Linked DNA regions of Sus scrofa: region 2 is linked to region 1. Evidence: chromatin contacts called from public HiChIP or PLAC-seq data. All regions are on one chromosome and are shown on one strand. The core of a region is the stretch at or near the end of the contact, and the rest is flanking DNA. Distances in the headings are between cores, read along the strand shown.

Region 1 (4,611 bases), core at 419-2,918:
AGGGCGGCCCCAACTTCCAACTGCGCCCTTTTCAGGGTCCCCCGTCCCCAGCCTTCCAAGCTCAGCAGTCAGACCTGGCTATGATGAGGATGGACATGAGAGTTAGGTTCTGCGTGAAGGCAGCACCTGCCCCATCTCGTAGAATCCAGTCAGTGAGCCGGCCTGTGAAGAACGGAATGGCCATCTCCCCTGGGGAGGGAGAGGAGAGATGGGCGGGTCAGAAAGAGCAAGTCTAAGCAGCCTAAGCAGCTCAGCTCTAACCAGGCTGCACCTCCCGCCCATCCTCCCTTCACCCTTGCCCATTATCCTGCAGAAACAGCGCACACTCTCGGCACTGGAATGGGCCCCCGGGGAACTCGTAATCCTGTGGCCTCACCAGACCTTTAGAGGGTTAATTAAGAAGCCTAGGATGGTAGGAGGAAAGAGCTCGCCCAAGGTGGCCAGTGAAGCAACACCTGAGCAGCACTGGAGTCCAGGACTCCTGACTCCCACCCAGTCCAGGGCTCTTTCCTCTCCACCAAGTGGACCTGAGCGGGGTGGGCTTGCTCTTATCCACATTTCCGAGAACTCACACCTGTCTATCTCACTGACCGTTAGGCTTGATTCCTACCCAGCCCTCTAGCCTCCCTCTCCCTCCCCCCGCATCCCCCTTACCAAGGCTGGAGAGGACCACCAGGGTCAGAAGGAGCCAGAGGTGGCGGATCTCTGAGCCCAGGCAGCCGAGAAGCCGGCTCACTGTCACTCCAGAGCCTCTGTGACTTCCTTGCACCCAAAGGCTGCTAAGCTTATGCCACAGGGCGGCCGCGGGCAATGCCGCCGCATAGCTGAGGGCGAAGGCATCGAGGCGACTCCCCCAGTGCAGTAGCCGCGTGCTGTCAGCCGCTCCCGAGCCCAACTCTCGGAACAAGGCAAGTCCCGGCAGAGCCAAGCCCAGAGCCGCCGCCAGCGGCTCCAAAGCTGCCAGCCATCCCCGAAGTCCTGTGCTTTTCTCCCGGAAGCCAACCGTCGCCCTGAGGACGCTGCGGGCCCCCAACCACAGCACAGCCCAACGGCTCAGGCCCACCACCCAGACCCGGAGCAGCGGCAGCGCTGGGGGCAGCAGCAGGGAGGATATCCGGGGCAGCGCCGGCCGGAGCAGCACCCAGTCGGCGAGAAGCAGCAGCGCTGCCCCCAGCCAAGGGAGGGAAGCTCGGGAGACGCAGAGACACCCGCAGGGAGCGGAGGACCCCGAGCTGGCCATTGGCCGTACGAGGTCGACCCCCGGCCTGGGGCTCTCGCTATCCCTGCTGGGCTGGATTCTCTGGATGCTGTCGGAGTGGGTGCCCGAGCAGGCCCGGACCCGCAGCGGGGAGGGTCCAGGGGCGGGCCGGGGCGGGGATCTCGGAAAGTCCCGGGAACCGACCTGGACCGCCTCAGCGAGCTGGAAGCAAGCGGTTTATGGGAAAGGGAAAACGAAAGCGGCCGCCGGCTCACTAGACCCGCCCACTTCCCCAAGGCGGCCAGCCCGGACTATTTTGGAGGAGGGCGTTGGCATCAGATCTGAGGTTTGGGGGAGGAGCCCTGGCGCTCCACCTTCACTATCACCAACGCCAGACCCTCCTTCTTTCCTTGCCTCCTCTTGCGGGATCCAATGGTCTGGACTTTTTCACCCCAGCCCTTTGGTAGGGATCTTACGTCATCTGTCTCCGGGCAGACCTGCACCACACAGGTTGGCGCAGGGGTGCGAAGCCGCAAGGAGCGGACCCGGGCGCCCCCTGGCGGGCGTGGTGAAGGGGCGGGGCTGTAAGGCAGCTCACCCCGTGCTGTCCCAGGTCGGAAACCAGTGCCCAAGGCAGCGAGGAGCGTGGCACCGGGATGCTGCGGGCTGGAGGACCTACTGGGGACTTACCCCGGGCCGGAGAAGTCCACACTGGGGTAATGAGTCTGGGCTTGAGGGCCAGCAGAGGGGTGGAGCGACAAGGGGACCCTGGAAGCGCCAAGGAGTAAATTTGAAGACTAACAAGCGTGAGGAGATAGCTTGTAGCAGCCAGCTGCTTGCACCCTGAAATGAATACAGGCGTCTCTGTTCTGGAGGGGGTCGTCTAGGGGTCCGCGAAGGGACTGGGCACGCGAGGCTGGTAGAAAGGGGATGCATTGGCCCTTAGGTGGAAGCGTTAAGGGGAAGCTGTTCCAAAGCGCTTTCGCTTTCACTCTGGACTGGAGGGGGGGGATGGTTAAATCAAGGGAGGGGGTTGGAGAGGATGCACAGAGATGAGGAAATTGTGCCCTGGGTGAAGTAGGACAGCGCTTGAGAGATGGGAGTATGGGTACTAATGGAGAAGGGACACAACCGTTTGATAAGCCAGCCCTTGGGTAACTCATAGTCTGATCATGGGGGTTCTATGTGAGCTGGTAGTGCCCTTCTCCAGCTGGGCCCAGGAAGGCTCCTGCTTGGCCCAGGCGCTGCCATGCTCCCTTTCCAAGGTCTTGCACACACCTGCCGGGGGACTTTTGCCCAGGTTGGGCCCCCGGGGGGCAGATGGCAGCCCAAGACTGGCTGGCTTCTGCTCTCAAACTACTGCCACCACTCAGCGTCAGAGCAGCTTTGTTGTAAAGCAACACCCTCTAGGATGGGGTTGCCCCTGTTCCCTGGTGGGCTATTCATGACCAATCAGTAGGTCAAAATGAACACTCAGGCTAATATCCCTGGGGGCCAAGGTAACTTATGGAGTGGTGAGAAGGAGAGCCATAAAACCATTTATAAATCAGATAATCTCCCCTCACAGCCAGATGAGCAGTGGAGAGTAAGAAGTCAGAACAAAGCATGAGAACTAGACCTGGGTTTTAGTTGTGTGCTTTGGACGAGTCACTCACCTTCTCAGTGACTCAGTTTCTTCTAAAGGTTCTTTCCAACTCAACGGGAGTTAAAATTGTACCTTTATTCTCCTTCATTCTTTCTTCTTCTCCTTAATTTCCTTTCTTGACCTGGAAAAGTCAGCTCAAACTCCCCAATCAAATGCTCCCTTGGTACAAATCCCTTCCCCTGTCTACTGAGATATCTATTTGCGTCTTGATCAGAAATCCTTGAATGAAACCTTTGTCTCATGTGCTTCTTGCTCTTTCCTCCTTCCTTTTCACTGGCCATGCTAACCACTGACCTCTGAGGTGTTTTCCATTGTTCAATAAACTGAAAGCTCACTTCTGATGAAAGGTGTGGGATGGATGATTCCGGGCCAAAAAAAAAAAAAACTAGAGCTTGTTACCTTGTTTCCCAAGATGATCACGGTAACTTGCTGGGGGGGGGGGGGGTCGGTAGCACAGCTGTACACACAGCAAGCAGATGTGGAGGTAATTCACTTGCACAGCTGCCTCTGGGTGCTTGGAAGTGCCCTCCCCCACCCTTTAATCAAAAGGAGTCCTTCTGCCTCTAGGCACCTCACCCTGTCTCTCTCTTTACGATGCAAAGAACTCCACTTAGGAAGGTTGGGGCTCAGGGATGCCCTTCCTTCTGTGTGATACCATGGCCAGGCTCTGACCTTCCCTTGCAGCCAGGAGAGACAAGAGAGAAAATGGAAAGATGGAGGGAAAAAAAAATCCAATACTGGAAGTCCCCTCTGGCCTCAATGACCGTGTGACCTTGAGCCAGACATCTCCCCTCTCTTGAGGCTGTTTCCTCAAGAAGGAAGGGATCCCTCCACATGAAGGGATCAAGGCTCTTCCTGCTCTGATAGTCCCTCCTCTGTGTCTCTGCAGACAACCATCATGGCGGTGGAGTTTGATGGGGGCGTCGTGGTGGGATCTGATTCCCGGGTGTCTGCAGGGTAAGTACAAGTGATGGTGTATACTTTTGGAAGGAAGCTAATGGTCCCAAACACACGTTTTTCTTAACCATTCATGAAGAGACTGATGAACTGGTGCTTTGGAGACACTGATTTAACCTTTCAGAAAGGCCACTATAATAAGATATTGGGTGGGTATTTTTTCGGGACTCTAAAGGGTTTGGGGGGTAGAGATTTCAGAGACCTTCTTGCCACCTGTGTTTAGAGATAGAAAAAAATGCTTCTGCCAGGCAGATATTGTGTTTTCTCATCCACTGTGTGTTGAACTAATTTCATCTTCCTCCCTTCTGGCTAGTTTCCTCACATACAAAATATATATATATAGGATTTGGTCAATACTATTTAATGTTCCCATAGAACACATAACTTCCTCCAGATGGTTAATAGCAAAGAAAAATTAATAAGGGGAACATTATTCTTTTTTTTTGTCTTTTCGTATTTTTCTAGGGCCGAGCCCACGGCATATGGAGGTTCCCAGGCTAGGGGTCTAATTGGAGCTGTAGCCGCCAGGCCTACACCAAAGCCACAGCAACACAGGATCCAGGCTGCATCTGCAACCCACACCACAGCCCACGGCAACGCCGGATCCCAACCCACTGAGCGAGGCCAGGGATCGAACCCGCAACCCCATGGTTCTTAGTCGGATTCGTCAACCACTGAGCCACGACAGGAACTGCAGGGAAACATTATTCTTAATTTTTTTTTTTGTTTTATCGTAAAAGTCTAAGACTGAAAATAAGTCTAATTTTGACCATCGCCTGCAGCGTTTCATTTATTTGAGATGATTCTTTGC
Region 2 (4,602 bases), core at 1,301-3,800, 78 kb after region 1:
CCCTGGCCTAGGAACTTCCACATGCTGTGGGCACGGCCAAAAAAAAAAAAAGCTTATGATCAAAGTGCAATCATAAGATAAATGGACACCAAAGAATGAGCAGTCGACTCAATTTGAAAGGCGAGAGTAGGCTTTTCAGATGATGGTATTTGGGCTTAGGTGGACTGGGGAAAAGCCTATTCTGCATAGTGAGCAGAATGTGTAAAAGACAGAGGCGTAAAACAAAATGGTACATCTGGGGAACATTTTAATACAGCTGGAGTACAGGGCTCAAGAGGAAGTGGCTAGACATGAGGCTGGACAGGTAGGCAGACCTTTCTGGCAAGCACAGGAATTTGGACTTGATCACAACAGGCAATGAGGAATTAATACAGCGCTTAAACAGTAGCATATGGCCAGAGTTGTATTTTGGAAAGTTGGTTCCTGGCGGTACTGTTGTGAGGTAGAGAGGAAAATCTACAGCAACACTGTTCAACAGAACTTTCTTCAATGATGGAAATGTTCTATAATTTGTGCTGTCCAGTGTGACAGCCTTGAGCCACAGGCAGCTACTGAGAACTTAAAATGTGGCCAATGCATCCAATGAACTAAATTTAAAGCCATATTTAATGCTAATTTAAACAGCCCCAAGTGGCTAGTGGCTACCATATTGGACAGTGCAACTTTAGAGATAGTGGAATCAGGAAGCTATTGATAGAGCTCTGGTGGTAAGACTAGGACAGAGTGTGAGCCATGGCAATATTACAGGCAAAATGTGAAGTCTAGGGAATGTAAAGTTGTGAGAAAAAGAAATCAGGAATGGCTCCCAGATTCTAGGCTTTATAACTGAATAGCTGTCATCAACTAGGATAATATAGAAGGAACAGGTCTAGAGTGTATACATATTGTATCAATTTTGAACTCCTGAGGGTTATCCAAGCAGTAAAATTTAGTGGTGAGTTCAGCTCTGGAGAGTTGTCTAAAGAAAAAGATTTGAGAAGCTTTGACCCAATGAGTGAGATTATACAGGGAAGATGAAAAGAACTAGAAGTGAGGCAAAATTCTGGCAAACATCCACAGGGGCTAAAGAAGAGTCCACGAAAGAGACCAGAGGAAAAGTTGGACAAGCAAGAAAAGAAATAAGTACAAACTGGTCACAGAAATCAAGCCTGTAGAGAATTTCAGGAAGCATGATCAAATGTCAAATACTTCAGAGAGGTCAAATAAGATGAGAACTGGTGCTTCCTGATTTGCCAATTAGGAGGTCTTTGGTGACCTTTGCTAGGACAGCTTCAGTAGTAGAAGAAACGAGCTGAAGAATGGGGACGAGGTTGAGAGAGGAAAATTAAGACCGTTTCAGGTCTTAACTGTGCAGGAGAGCTGAGAGGTAAAAAAGAGTACAAAGGGGATGGTTTCAGGTCGTGACTGTGCAGGGGAGCTGAGAGGTAAATAAGAGTGTACAAGGGGATGCAATATCGATAAGGTTATTTCCTTTCTTTCCTTGTTTTTAGGCTGGGAAACCCATAAAAGGAAGAAGTTAAAAATGCCAATTGGGAGAAAAATGGAGGATAGCTTCAGACTAATACCTAAATGTGACCAGGTCAAAAAAGAAAAATTTCCTTAAGCTGGAGGGGACTTCTGGTACAATGGTAAAGGAACACAGACATGTCCCAGTCGGAAAGCCAAGAGTTCTGCAAGTTGGCCTTTCTGTAATGTTCCGTTTGTGGAGAGTGGGCGTTATGAATTAAAAGTAAAAAATCTGAACCACATTCTGAGGATCAAGGGAGGGAGTATTGCCTATGAACAATAAAAGATCTGCTTTAGCTGGCAACCATCACTGGATCAGATTTTTATGGGTTTCAAGACCGAGCAAAGGGTAAAGCCTTAGAAAAAGCAGAAGTTTTAAACGGTGGAGGCAAGTCCAGAAAAAAAGTAAAAGTGTTAGGTTTTGCAGAAGGCAGAGGAGTCCAAGCACTGGCAGGTCTCAACGAAGTCTTCGTAGATTCGGGGGAAATGAGAAGTTATAAAGTAGCCTAAGACAAACAGGTCAAACAAAATGCCCACATCAACCTCCCGCGCCTCATCTCCCCGCCGCAGGCATGACGAGGGTGGTGATAAAACTCCGTCTCCCGACGTGGAACCACACTACACCCCATCCTGCAAACCCTTAAAACTCCAGGTCCAGGCCCCATTTTCCTCCACTGACAACAGCTGGGCAGCGCGCGTTTCCGCTGGACTCCGGCCAGGGCGTCCCAAGCTGCACCTTACACCTGTGGAAAAGGAACCAAGTCCAGGAGGCCGCCGGCAGTGGAGGAGGGGCCGCTGAGGCGGGAGGTCCGCGCGCGGTGCCTGCTTCCGCCCCACCCACTGCGCGCGCACTGAGCCCCGCCGCGGGAGCTGCGGCGCCCGCCCTGACGCCTGCGCACTACTGCTCTCCCCCGCTGCCTCGGGCTCTACTTTCCCTTCCCCCCCAAGTCGGTCGCACCCTTGCGCCTGCGCTGTGTGGGTTCCCGGGCTGCGGCAGCCATGCTGAACCCGTACGGAGAGGCGAGTGGGGGGGACAGGGTCGACGACAGCGAGCTAGGAAGCCGGGGATATGGAGAATCGGCGGTATTAGAGTACTCTAGGTCTGTGAGGAAAGGTCTGGGCCTTGAGGCTCCTTTGGCCCCTTGGCGCGACCCTCAGGAACCTTCGGAAAACTGGCCCCCGTGGCGGGGGGAGGGGGGGCGGCTGGCACATGACCTGGGTCAGCCAATCTGGGTGCAGCTGACGTGGCCGCGCGGTCCCGATGCTCTCCCCACCCCCCAGCTCGGTCGGGAAGGGAGGGGCTGGGGGCAACGCCCCCTCCCCCAACACAACCTCGGTTTCCGGGGGGGTGACACCCCGGATTACATCCTCCCCCCGCACCAAGCCGAGGGGAACACTGGAGCCCCCCTGGAAGGTTCCAGGATCGAGGTGAGAAGGGGCCCTTGCGGGGCGGGGATGTTGCCAGTCATTTAAGTGCCTAACCAATGATGGGGAGTCCGGGAGGATGATTTTCTTGGGGTTCAGAGAAGAATCCTAAGGATGGGAAGATTTGTCCTTCAAACAGTTTACAGCCAATGGGAGCATGGAGGGGGGCGAGCAGGAGAGGGCCCTCGTTGGGGGAGGGGAATGGCCAACCTCTGTCTCCATACCAATTGGAGGGCAAAGGGGCGTGGGGGTGGTGTGTTCCCCCTCCCCCCATTCCATTCGTCCCTTGGGGGTGCAGGAGCCTGGAGCCAGGTGAGAAGGGATCCTTTTGGTGGCCGGAGGGAGGGGTGACCTAGTGGGCTGAGGAGTGGGAGTGGTGACTAGCTCCTACCCGTAGATGTAAATACTTAGAGTTGACAACCCAGGTTGTGAACTGAGATTGTTCCCAGGCGCCCACTCCCTTTCTCCCCATAGACTGGAAGGAGCATTTCTGTGCTTCCTTTGTGTCAGCGGTAGGGAGATGGCAGTCATCACATGGCATGGTGGAGGTTACGCTTCGAGTCCTTTATCGAATTTGTGTGCATTCACGTGGACCTGGCCTCCGGAGCCTTCGTTGCCCTGGTGGGGTCTTAGTTGAGCATGGGTCTACCCCAAACTGGGGAGGGCTTGCTGGCTGAAAACTCGGGGGTCCCCTGGGGAGCAGAAACCAGGACCAACGTGGGTCTTGAGAAGGGTTGGAAATCGTGGCTTGGGACAGGAGAGAGCGAGTCTCAGGACCTGGAATGATTTCACAGCTCCAAAGGTTTCGGGTTTCTCCAGGGTGGCGTCTTTTGCCTCTTTCACCCCCTCCCCCATTCCTGAACAGATCTCTCCTTGTGTACTGCGGGGGAGGGAACGGAAAGGAGGGAAGAGTTACTTTTCCAAATTACTGAGTAGCAGTGGCCTCCCCTGTGACTCATGTGGGGGAAGGGAGGATTGGAAGGGAGCGGAGAGCAGTGATTTTCCGGAATGCAGGGAAATAAGCCAGAGTAATGTCTGGCTGCCCTTTCCCTTTCTAAGGCTCCGTATTCTCTCGACCTCCTAAATTTTTCTTCCCTGATCGGTCCCCTGATGGGCCTCAGGGCAGATTTGCAAGGCCCCGGGTGGAGAAAAGCAGATTGAGGAGGCTGGGCCACTAGGGGGAGGGGAATGGGGGAGGGGAGAAGGCCTCTGCAAAGTTGCTGTGTCATTGCTTGCCCTGCTGCAGCCTCCCCGGCGGGCTCGGCTGTGCTTTGGGGGCCGAGGCCTGATCGGAGGTGGGGGCGGGGAGGCAAAGTGAGGAGAGAGTCCGCTTTCCCTGTGCGCTCTTCCCCCCGCAGGGCTTGCCCGACTCGAGTGGTCAAGACGACGGGAGGTTGACGGCCATTTTAAACGCAGTAACCGAGGTTAGGGCTACAGGGGTGGGTGATAAGGTTGGAGTTAAAGGACCTCGGCCCTCACGAAGCTCTAGGGTGAGGGTGGGGCTCTTACATTCATTGACCGATATTAATTTCCTTTCTCAGATGTGCATAGTCTTACTTTCTTGCTTGGTAGCCAGAAAAGGGGACGTGGAGAAGCAGGGAGGCCCCCCCACTGAAGCCCAGGTGGGAGACATTCTTTCGTTCTCCGGCAAGGGGGCGGGGGAGCCCCAGA

What was found. HiChIP or PLAC-seq counts read pairs in DNA pulled down with a chosen protein or histone mark.
Region 2: a contact with region 1 is called in an H3K27ac HiChIP or PLAC-seq map of alveolar macrophages. The contact joins the promoter of BRD2 here to the promoter of PSMB9 in region 1. A contact is called at or near these places in 5 of 47 Hi-C or Micro-C datasets (blood, embryonic fibroblasts, epiblast stem cells and 2 more) and 2 of 2 datasets of contacts at active chromatin or transcription factors (alveolar macrophages and skeletal muscle).

What each region holds. Positions count from the first base shown.
Region 1 is chr7:25,070,529-25,075,139 of Sscrofa11.1, forward strand. It overlaps PSMB9 (proteasome subunit beta 9), which reads left to right and starts at 1,669. Exons shown (of 6, transcript NM_001037961.1): 1 at 1,669-1,914; 2 at 3,733-3,800. The coding sequence starts at 1,855. TAP1 (transporter 1, ATP-binding cassette, sub-family B (MDR/TAP)) reads right to left here and starts at 1,260. Exons shown (of 11, transcript NM_001044581.1): 1 at 655-1,260; 2 at 75-189. The coding sequence starts at 1,240.
Region 2 is chr7:25,148,108-25,152,709 of Sscrofa11.1, forward strand. It overlaps BRD2 (bromodomain containing 2), which reads left to right and starts at 2,551. Exons shown (of 13, transcript NM_001123085.1): 1 at 2,551-2,934.